Linked DNA regions of Hordeum vulgare: region 2 is linked to region 1. The links are chromatin contacts, called in public Hi-C maps. All regions are on one chromosome and are shown on one strand. The core of a region is the stretch at or near the end of the contact, and the rest is flanking DNA. Distances in the headings are between cores, read along the strand shown. Region 1 has its middle 99 kb from the start of LOC123426720. Region 2 holds the start of LOC123426721 (keratin, type II cytoskeletal 2 epidermal-like).

Region 1 (5,711 bases), core at 2,020-4,519:
GGATAAGTCTAGTGACGAGTAATCATGTGAATTTAGTATTCGTTCGATATTTTGATAAGATGCATGTTGTCTCTCATCTAGTGGTGTCATGTGAACGTCGACTACATGAAACTTCACCATTATTTGGCCCTAGGAAAGACATTGTGAAGTAATAAGTAGATGATGGGTTGCTAGAGTGACAGAAGCTTAAACCCTAGTTTATGTGTTGCTTCGTAAGGGACTGATTTGGATCCATATGTTTCATGCTATGGTTACATTTATCTTAATTCTTCTTTCGTAGTTGCGGATGCTTGTGAGAGGGGTTAATCATAAGTGGGAGGTTTGTCCAAGTAAGGGCAGCACCCAAGCATCGGTCCACCCACATATCAAATTATCAAAGTAACGAACGCGAATCATATGAGCATGATGAAAACTAGCTTGACAGAAATTCTCATGTGTCCTCGGGAGTGCTTTTCCTTATATAAGAGTTTGTCCAGGCTTGTCCTTTGCTACAAAAAGGATTGGGCCACCTTGCTGCACCTTTGTTACATTTGTTACTTGTTACCCGTTACGAAATACCTTATCACAAAACTATCTGTCACCGATAAATTTCAGTGCTTGCAGAGAATACCTTACTGAAAACCGCTTGTCATTTTCTTCTCCTCCTCATTGGGTTAGACACTCTTACTTATCGAAAGGACTGTGATAGATCCCCTATACTTGTGGGTCATCAAAAAGAAGGACATAGGATTTTACCTCTATCAGGAGGGCCTAAACCTGGGTAAACATTGTCTCTCTTGTCTCCTGTTACCCATCAGTCCAAGATCCATAGTTCGGGACCCCCTAACCGAGATTTGCTGGTTTTGACACTGACACCAGGCAGCCCAATCAACAGGTTTAAAACCACTCATTTGGAAGGCTTGGGTGCTCGGAAAGGTCAAGATGTTTGCATGGTTGTTCTACTAGGACATGGTCTGTTGCAATAACATACTTCAGCGAAGAGGCTGGCCAAATGGATATTTCCGCCCCATGTGTATTCAAAACCTGGAATCCTCCATGCATCTCATCTGGATTTGTGTGTTCCCTCGACGGATCTGGGGAGAGGCTGCAAAGTGGCATGGCTGTTCTTTCATGAGGTTTTCAAGTGGGAATCACTCAAGCTCTATCAAGGTTGCACAAAACATCATCAAGAGAACATCTGCAATCCACAGAAAGGGTATTAGGACAATGATCATGCCGATCGCCTTTGAAATCTGGAAGATAAGAAATGACAGCATGTTCAAGATGAATACTCATTGCGCCTCGGTGGTCATCGTCGAGATCAAAAGGAACATGGAGCAATTGAGGCTTGCATGTGCAAAAGGAATAGAGACCCCGTTTGGGTAGGGATGGCACCCGCAGGGTATGGGTACGGGTGGAGCCTCCCCATACCCTTACCCGCCCTGTCTGATATTACCCATCACCCTTACCCATACCCGTCAACGGGTACAATTTTTTCCCATACCCGTTACCCGACAGGGTAGACGGGTACCCGCGGGTAAAATTATCCATATTTGCAAACATCAATTTAAACAACTTATAGTTATAAAATGCATTGTATCGTATATTTTACAAAGATAGATTATAACTACAACACATACTTATAAAACAACATCATATAGTCATAAACAACAACATGTAGGCATACACTTTCAATTCATAAATTATTGACATAGTGTAGATTGTAGAGATAATTTTTAGTTTACATAGATTTTATATGGGTACATGGGTATATGAGTATGGGTTATATGATCCCATACCCGTACCCTCTCTATCCGATGGGTTTTAGATTTTTCTATTTATATATCCATGGGTAAGTTTTTATCCCATACCCTTACCCTAATAGGGTTTTTGCCCGCAGGGTACGTGGGTAATGGGTACCCATTGCCATCCCTACGTTTGGGGACCTCGCTGCAAGATAGTTCCTAGGGTTTTATATTTTTCTATGGCTCAACCCCCACCCCCTCCCCCTCCATGTACCCTGGATCGGTTGATCCCTCGATGTTTTTTGCATGCTTTCTGGTAAATCAATGAAGCCGGGCAAAATCAGATCTTTCGAAAGAAAGTTTGAATTTTCAGCATACCAAGGAATTAGAACAGAAAGCAAAATATATAAACCGTTGTGTCATGGAATTCATCAGAATGCAGTAGACATTTCGTCACGTCCATTTTTATCACATTGTGATGAATTCTGAAAATGACTAATGCCAGTGGCCCTTGGTGGTGGTGACACTTGCAAGTTTTTTTCAATCAAATGACATGTGTAAGTTGTGCGAACGGCTTGGCTGGCATCTCACCGAGTCTTTTCACATTAACCATCTGAGCGGCTTATTCTTGTGTGCGCAATATTTCTGGACATAAAGGCTCCCAATCCCAAATTAGCCATGCCATGCCACATGTGCGTGCATGTGTGAGTTAACTGAAAAAATCATGTATTGTGTACACGTGTCCGTCTGCACGTTGTTATATCTAACTGAACTAAAGAGTTGGTTATCTCTTTCATACATCAATGCATCCACGTGTTTGATCCGTAGGCCGGCTGCCTCTAGTGCATATCTTATCACGACCGGTGTCGGTAGTATTAAGATCCTGAACAGACACTCTCGCACACTGAAGTTACTCACCGTCCAAACGAACGAACCCATACCGTGGTGAATGGACAACTTATTGGCCGCCGGCCGGTAGAGCAAAATCTTCCTAACGTGCTTTGGTCGCTAGCTCGACCAAATTTTGTTTCAGGAAAGAGATTGATATCTCTAACCTTACGCTTTATCATTGTGATGCACATATTTATTTTTTGTATTATGTATATTAAAATTGATTTAAGACAATGAGGCCCAAGTTACCAACGAATTGTCGTGAGTCCAATCAACTATGGCGCACTCACTTGCAGAAGGTCGCAGACAAGTTGCAAAAGGTGGGATCTTGCAACTTGCAAGGGCATAAAGTTCAGAGAAACAAGCAGCTAAGTTCCATGGCCCTGCAGTGCAGGCTCTCGCTCGCTCGCACAAAGGAGCGAAGTGGACGTGCCGAGCCGGTGTCCATCTCGAGTTAGTTGGGTTGTTAAACGCCCTGCACTGTCGGTCGCTCGATCGCGGCGTCGATGTGGGCGGGAGCGTCGGCAAGCAAGCAAGCGCGCGGGGGAAGGAAGGAACCAAGGCATATCCCACGCGATGTCCGTCGGTGCGATGCGTAGTGCCGCGCGCGGCTGACCGGCCATGTGGGTGGCTGGCCTCCGCTAGCTAGCGCAAGGGTACAGCGGCGACGGCGACGGCGACGGCGAGCAATCGGCACGGATGGGCCAGGTGGGTGGCTCGGGGCTGTGACGCGGCGCGTACGTCGTGCGTGCGCGTCCATCCAAACTCGGCGACAGGAAGGCCGACAGTCGCATGTGTAAACGTACCTAGCAGTGGCCATACGATCGACGTCTACTCCAGCGTATGCTACACGGCTACGTACAGGTACAGCATTATTTGTAATGCAGTTTGGCGTCTTTCGGTTAGTTAAATATGAGTGGACGCAGAAAAAAATGAGCCGTAATACATAAAGTGCCCTTCTATATCCGAGCTCAAATATGCTTGGATGAACAGTAAATTTGGAAAATATTTTAAAAAATTAAAAAGTTATTTTTGTAATAAACTTTGACAAATATTTTTAGAGCTTGCAAAGTTTCAGTACGAAATCATATTTGTGGAAGTCATGACCAAAAAATAATGCTCTAAAATGCTTTCGAAAATAGCATTTTTAGAGTTTTTGTTTTTTTGTCACAGTTTCCACAATGCGATTTTGTGATCGAACTTTGCGAGTTCTTAGAACATTTGTGAAAAATTGCCATATAAAAATTTCAGATTTCTTTTGAACATTTTTATAGGTTTTTCAAATTAAATGAGCTCGGGTGTTGCATGTGTGTGTGTGGACTGAGCCTAGCTCGTTCTTTATGGTGGAACCAGCTTACCATGGTAAGTCCTAAATTCAACATTGATACTCATATATTTTTGAATTTATTTTAAACTTTTTGGTGATGTTTGTTTTGTGTGAGGAGACTTTATCATCAACCACGAAGGCGTCTGTGATGACTTCTTTAATTTTAAAATAATGTGTTGACTCAGCCTCTTCAAAGTGCTCAAAGGCATAGAGTTTGCATGCATGTGTTTTAGATAGAGGCGAAGCTAGTGCTATGTCAACCCAATGTTTTTTTTTGCCACCATGTATATGTACATGGGCATTGATTAACTATGAACCCGGCAGTTCTAGGTAAAAAATATCCTTTGAACCCACTAAATCACAATGCACAAGTCATATGTCTTTTAATTGACCCATTCAACTTTTTTTCCTTCGTGAATTGGTTAGTCTGATGAAAGATAACCCGTATCCCATTCTTATTGGTGGTGATTTCAATTTGCTTCGATTTTCACATGAGAAAAGCCGTGGTAGGCTTGATGATGATTGGCCTTTCCTTTTCAATACTGTCATCAACAGTCTAGATCTGTGAGAGGTTTCCATGATTGGAAAAAAGTTCACTTGGGCGAACAGTCTTTCAGACCGACATATGAGAAACTAGATCGTGTTTTAGTGGATACCGACTTGGAATCTAAATGTCATATGGTGTTTGTTCGTGCTCTACCTCGTATCGATGCTATATCTGATCACACACCCATTCTCCTAACTACTGGTTTGCCACGACCACAACATAATGCAAGTTCAAGTTTGAACTTGGGTGGTTGCTTCGGTATGGCTTCAGGACATGGTGAAGGAGGTGTGGGAGAAACCGGTGGCCGGGCCTACCCCAACTCACAGATGTAATAACAAAATGCACGCATTACGTAAATTCCTTGGTGGTTGGGCTAGGCATACTGTTAGTATCCTGAGAAAAGAGAAGCTTCGCCTTTCACTTATCATTGTTGATTTAGAAGGTTTGGCAGGTTACACCTCTACCTGAGCATGAAATCGAGACCAGGAGTCATCCGAATGCAGAGTTAGCTAGCATGATGCGTGAAGAGGAACTCAAATGGTGCCAACATTCTAACTCTTAGTTTGTCTTGAAAGTTAATTCGAATACTAGGTATTTCCATGGAGTCACCAATGGAGGATACTGAAAGAAAATTATGCATTCCCTACAACACGACGAGGGCACGATTTAGGGGCATGAGCAACTTAAATGTTATATCATTAATTATTATAAAAAATATGTTTGAAGCCATATAGGACGGAAACCTCTCAACGAATGAGTCCCGAACAGATGACATCCCCAGGTCGCTGATGAGGAAAACAACCTTCTAATAGCCTCATACTGTAACATCCCAATTTTCTTAAATTCGAATGTTAATAGATCATTCATATGCATCTCATATTTTTTATGCATTATTTGCTCTTTTGTAAATTTTATTCATTTTGCAACTTCGGGCAATTTATTGGAGTGAAGATAATATGACTTCTCCCGTGTGAAATAAAAAGTTCAAGATGTTTAAAATGTTATTTGAAGTTGCCCGATTTGGTTTTGCAAATTTTATAATCTCTCAAATTATTTTTAGTTGAGTTTTTACATTAGGTGGAACTAGGTTTCCTTTAGTATTTATTAGGATATTTATTTTATACTTATATATATATATATATATATATTAGATTTTAATATATATTACTATATGCGTTTGTTTTTAATATACATATGTATGTATTTTTGTGTATGTATATTA
Region 2 (5,830 bases), core at 2,782-5,281, 170 kb before region 1:
ACCCCCTTCTCGGGCAGGAAAAGAAGTTTTGCTGAAATCCGTGGTTCAGGCTATTCCTACATATATTATGAGTTGTTTCGGAATACCCATTTCTACATGTGAAGGGATGAGACAAGCTGTTGCTGATTATTGGTGGGGTAGAGAAGATGGTAAGAGGAAACTTCACTGGCGTTCATGGAAATGGTTATCCACACCAAAAAGCTTGGCGGACTGGGTTTCCGTGATTTTTCGCTATTCAACCAAGCTATGCTTGGTAGACAATGTTGGAGGCTTCTTACTGAGCCAGATTTCATAAAACAACATTTGAACTTCAAACTTTGTATAACACCTAAACATTCTAACTAGAATGTGAGAAAAAACTTTCAGATTTTTTGGTCCAACATAAATATACGAAATGAGATTTTTTGGATTAAAAAATGTTAGTTTTTGTATTTAGGATGCATGAAAAATTCCGAAAGTTTTATCCCACATTGTAGCTAGAATGTTTTGTTGTGCTGCGAAGTTTGAAGTTCAAATGTTGTATTATGTGGGAGAAACAAAAAAGAGAAAAGTGTTTGCACGAATCACGATGCATAAATGAACGGTTGGATAAGGGGGTGTCCTGAAGCCTATGCTCTATAATATGTTTTCGGTCATTGGAACGAAGAAAACGTCAGAACTTTCTTCCCGGAGGAGACTGCTGAACTCATATTACAAGTGCAGATTAGCAGCTATGGAGGAGAGGATTTTGTGTATTGGCCTCAGACTCGCTTTGGACTATATACTGTCCGTTTAGCATACAATCTCGCTCGATCTTCCGATTTCGGCTGCGGTCAAGTTGGGAAGTTCAGGAGAAATATTGGAAGGTAATCTGGGCAATCAAGGCCCCAAATAAAATGAACATAGTGCTCTGGAGGTTCGAACATGATTGCCTCCTATCCGGACTTCAATTAACACCATCGAAATATCCCCACAAGTTCTGCTTGTGTGCATTGTGGGAGAGACGAGAGTATTGAGCATTTTTTGCTGTTCTGTCAGTTTGCTTCCGAGGTTTGGAAAAACGTCAAAAAACTGTTCGACATCCACCTATGTCGCAAGAACTTCTGCTCAACGAAACAGTGGCTATTCGATTTCATTGATAGAGCATCACCGGAGCAGTCCACTATATTGGCAATCACTGTATGGTATATTTGGGAAGCAAGGAATGTGGTAAGAAATGGTGAAGGTAATATCCATCCACATCGTGTTGCCTCAAAGATCAATGCTTATATTGATCACTTCTGCTTCGTTACACCCCTTCTAAACACAAGGACGGTCCAAATTAATCGATACCTCTTTATAATAAAGGATAGGATGATCATATTCACGTATACGCTGTATTTGTTTTTCATACATATACGTCCTCCTCTGCTGGGCAACAACCATGAGGTCTTGTTTTGCATACGCTGATCATATTCACGTATGCGTTCATGTTTTCTCTATTTTTTAGGTATTATCACAGCTGCAATAACCATCTAGGCAACAAGACCTCATGTGCTAGAATTGTTTTTTACTCTAATAAAAATCTCCATGAACGCAGTATTCTCTGTTTTGTTTTCTTTTTCTTTTTCTTTTTTCCTTTTTTTTATTTCCTTTTCCTTTCTAAATGCGTTAGCTTTTTAAACCTCACACCATTTGTTTTTTAAAATGACGATTTTTTTCAAGTTCGTCAATTTTTCTTCAAAATAGATGATTTTTTTCACAAATTGATGAAGTTTTTTTTCTAAATTCGTGAACTATTCCTCAAATAGGCGAACTTTTTTTGAAAGTTAATAAACCTTTTATAAAGTTGATGATCTGTTATTTTAAAAATTGATGAACTATTACTTAAACCGTAATTTTGGTATTCTAAACCCTAAATTATTGGGAAGTTGTTAACAACTTTGGAAGATGTGCAGAACTTTATAAAAAATTCATACATAATTTAAAATTCTAAAATTGTGCACAAACTAAAATTGAGTCCATTTCATGACTCGGAGTAACGTCATCACATTATAACACCCCTTTCGCCCTTACCAACATCCGTGCGTTTCACATGATGTACATGCATACGTTTATCAAATCTATCCAACTTTTGTCAGCAAGTGAGAATGAACATACAAATGACCCATGCAAAATTTAAACTATTATTAATTCATAATTTTGATATTCTAAACTATTTTTCAATTTATTGAATAAGTTTCAAAAGAATAATAAATATCAAAAAGGAGAAAATGAATTTAAGAAAAGTTCAAAATATTTAAAATCACGAATTTTAAAAATGAAAATAAGGTGAAAATGAAATACGAAAGAAAAAGAAGCTGATAGGCAAAATTTAAACCAAAAATTACGAAAGTGGTACTGATATAGGGAAACCGTTATGATTTTTATATAAGAAAAATACCATATTTGGATTTGTCACATCTAGTAATGTGTCCTGTCGGTCGCTGCCTCTTGCATGGTGGCTACAGGTCTGAAGTGGGTGTAGCGGTGTCAGATATTAAGCGTTTGGTTGCTTGTTTTTGTTCAGTTACCTTCTGCCATATTAAGCGGTCGTTGAATGTTGCTGCTCACATACTAGCTAGGTCCTGTGAGTTTGCTTGTTCAAAAGCTGTGTACTATTCTACTCCAGAATGTATCAGGCAAACTCTATGTACTTATGTACCACATTAATTTATAAAATGCAGCATTCTCCTAAAAAAAGAGTGATGAGAGCTAACCAATCGTGCGGCCAGGAATTGGCCACGCGCGGAGACAAAAGAACTGATTGAATTCTCAACATATCCATGCAGAAACAGTACGTACAATAATCGACATACGTAGACACACAGCAAGTTAAAATACTCCATACAACATGCACGCAGGGCGCAGCAGCAACACACGACACCGACCAACGTACGTACGTATATATAACGAGCCATATATACGCACAAATTCCCGGCTCTTTTTGGACACACGCTCGCGCGTACGCGTGTGCTAGCTAGCTGCATCGCGGATCGATCAGCAGCAGCTGGCTAGCCGAAGAAGTGGTGCTTCTTCTTCCCCTCGCCGCGGCCGGACTCCTCGTCCTCGGCGTCCTCCGCCGACTCCTTGTACTCCTTCTTCTCGTGGTGCTCGTGGAACGCGTACCCGCCGCTGCCAATGGCCGCCACCGCCGCCACTTCCTCCTCGATCTTATGCCGGTGCGCGTTCTCCGGGTCCTTCTTCACCTGGTGCTTCTCGTACTACACACATGCACACATGCATGGCCGTTAATTCGCACCATCAATCAACGATAGAAACTTGCGTTCGTGCGCCTAAACATGTTTGCGCGACGAATTATCGTTCGGGAGGTACGTACCATGGCGAAGGCGCCGGAGGCGAGGGCACCTATCTCGCCGAGGTGCTCCTTGTGCTTGTGCTCCTTCTCCTCCTTCCGGTACTTCTCAGTCTCGCCCCGGGACGACCCGTACTCCTGGTCGTCGCCGCCAGATTTTTTGTACCCGCCGCCGATGTACTCGTCGTCGCCACCGGACTTCTTGTATCCGCCGCCGCTGTACTCGTCGTCGCCACCGGACTTCTTGTATCCGCCGCTGCTGTACTCATCCTCGCCGCTGGACTTCTTGTACCCGCCGCCGCTGCGGTCGTAGTCGTCGGTGCCGGACTTGTTGCGGCCGTAGTCCTCGTTGCTTGCCTTGTTGTAGCCGCTGTCGTACTCGTCCCCGCCGGACTTCTTGTACCCGGCGCCGCTGTACTCGTCGTCGCCGGTGGACTTGTTGTAGCCGCCGCGGCCGCTGCTGCGGTCGTAGTCGTCCGTGCCGGACTTCTTGTACCCGGTATCGTAGTCCTCGGCGCCGGACTTGTTGTAGCCACCTTCGCGGCGGTCGTAGCCCTCGTTGCTGGTCTTGTTCTCGTAGTCGCCGCCGGCGCCGGACCTGCCGTAGCCGCTGCTGCCGTACTGGTCAGCCATCTCGATCGAGTTAGGGACTACGGGAGAGAAACAAACTTGTCACGGGCTCACGGCTCACGGCTCACTAGTGTAATAAAGCTCACTGCTTGATACTAAGAGCACCGCAACGTGGAGTATTTATAGCGGGAGCACAAGGTATCTAGCGGACACTGGCACGGCTGTCAGTTTGGCAAGCAGATTGCGATTACTTTGCAGCATACGTATTGCTGAATTCAAACAAATTCACAGTTTTCACAGTTCTTTGAAAAAGATCAAAGGTCATATATTAAGTAGCGCAAACCCTTATAAAACACACATACAAAATTTGAAAGATACATAAAGAAAAATTGGGGTGCCAAAATTTTCTTCCTACATTCATCTGTAGACGATGCATTCGTAAGCAAGTCACCTCTGGCATTTGTCTCAGCGGTGCAAACTTATTGAAACTCAAAAGATTGTAGACTAAAATTTGGTATTAATTAATAAAATAAAAGTGATTGCACACTGTAGATCAAATACTCGTAACCTAAAATGCAATCTCATTTAAGTAATCACATTTAGGTCAAAGAATGATTTGGGAGGTAATCACATTTAGGTTAAAGAACGATTCGGAAGGCCGGTGATAGAGCGAGGCGGCGCGATAGTGGACCTAAACGTGGTGCAGTGGCGTCATGAGCCCCATGTCGATGACCCCAATGAGAGCGCTCGTGCTATAGCACTAGGCACACTCACCATTGCCACCATTGGGGCGAGCATCCTAACAGCCTCGCCTGCGGATAAGAAGCCGTAGGTCTTCGTCTATGTTGATGGTGAAACAACGATATAGTCTATTTCATGAGCAACATCAATGGCATGATGATGGTATGCTCACGAACGTCTTCAGGAATTCGGGGCCCCGGTGCGAGAAGGAAAATGGGCCCCTCGCATTTTTATTCCCTAGCTGCAAAGTGATCGTTGTCGAGACGCCAATTCAGTCAAAGCGAAAAGATAGATCGATCTACTCGGAAGAGATGGGAAGGGAAGTGATTAGCGAACGTCTGTACTGCGTGTGCGTTGTGGTTGTCGTTCGGTCTACACATCAGATCGGTCCTTCGAAATCCTCAAACCAAAAAAAAGATCGATCCATCGAATGAGATGGGCAGCGACTGGCTTCAGCGACCAGGCCCTAGAAGCCCAAAAGAAGTGCCAGGGTGAGTAAGCTGCACCTACCAAGCTAAGCTTTCCTCAAAAGGACGTCACCGATTCCTTTTCAATGCCCACCCTTTATTTAGCTGTTGGGGCAAGGCAAGCATAAGGAAAGTGTAGGTTCACACTCCTTCTCAGCAGGCATCCTACTCTCAAGAAGGTCTTGCCCCAAAAGCAGAGGCATTTGGTGAGGAGCTATGTTTGTACTTTTTCATCCCGGGTTATTTCTACACAAAAAATACAAAACTTAAGCCTAGAACCCACGGTCCAAGATGTGAGGATGTGGCATCCATCGTGTGTGCGTCCTGAGTTGTTTTTTTTTGGTCCTAAATGTGATCTGTTGAACATGACTGTGGCTAAATTGATTAATTTCTAATTATTTGTCATAAAGTGTGCAATCGCGCTTTGAGTTGCTGGACTCGTGTCGTATTTCACTCGAGCTTGTAGCTAGAACTAAGTGGTAAAAAGTCGTTGATGTAGATCAGTAGAGGCTACCAGCCGCGTCTGCATAGCAGTTCGCCGCGTCGGAGAAGGAAATGCTCGAGAGGGCATGTAGAATGTACCAAGTACGACCTCACGGAGGTGAGAAATACAAATCTCACACCCTCCTTGAAAAGGCCTAGGCTGACCAAGTGACGCTGTCGTGGACTAAGGGATCCCGGCCTAGTCGACCTAGTCTATGGGCTGGATTAATGGCCCAATACTGAAGGAAAGAATCCG

What was found. A called contact is a pair of places that touch in the nucleus more often than the background predicts.
Region 2: a contact with region 1 is called in a Hi-C map of leaf, with 5 times the contacts expected there. The contact joins the promoter of LOC123426721 here to the enhancer-like site in region 1. A contact is called at or near these places in 4 of 6 Hi-C or Micro-C datasets (leaf and seedling).

The regions. Positions count from the first base shown.
Region 1 is chr2H:474,478,644-474,484,354 of MorexV3_pseudomolecules_assembly, reverse strand. No RefSeq gene overlaps it. Among protein-coding and RNA genes, the nearest start is that of LOC123426720, 99 kb to the right of the region's middle. Within about 2 kb of position 3,269, at least 2 of the 3 cell types and tissues checked have open chromatin away from gene starts, as enhancers often do. A contact at or near this core is called in leaf, where this site is marked.
Region 2 is chr2H:474,653,527-474,659,356 of MorexV3_pseudomolecules_assembly, reverse strand. LOC123426721 (keratin, type II cytoskeletal 2 epidermal-like) reads right to left here and starts at 4,031. Exons shown (of 2, transcript XM_045110592.1): 1 at 3,338-4,031; 2 at 2,762-3,221. The coding sequence starts at 3,946. The coding sequence ends at 3,012.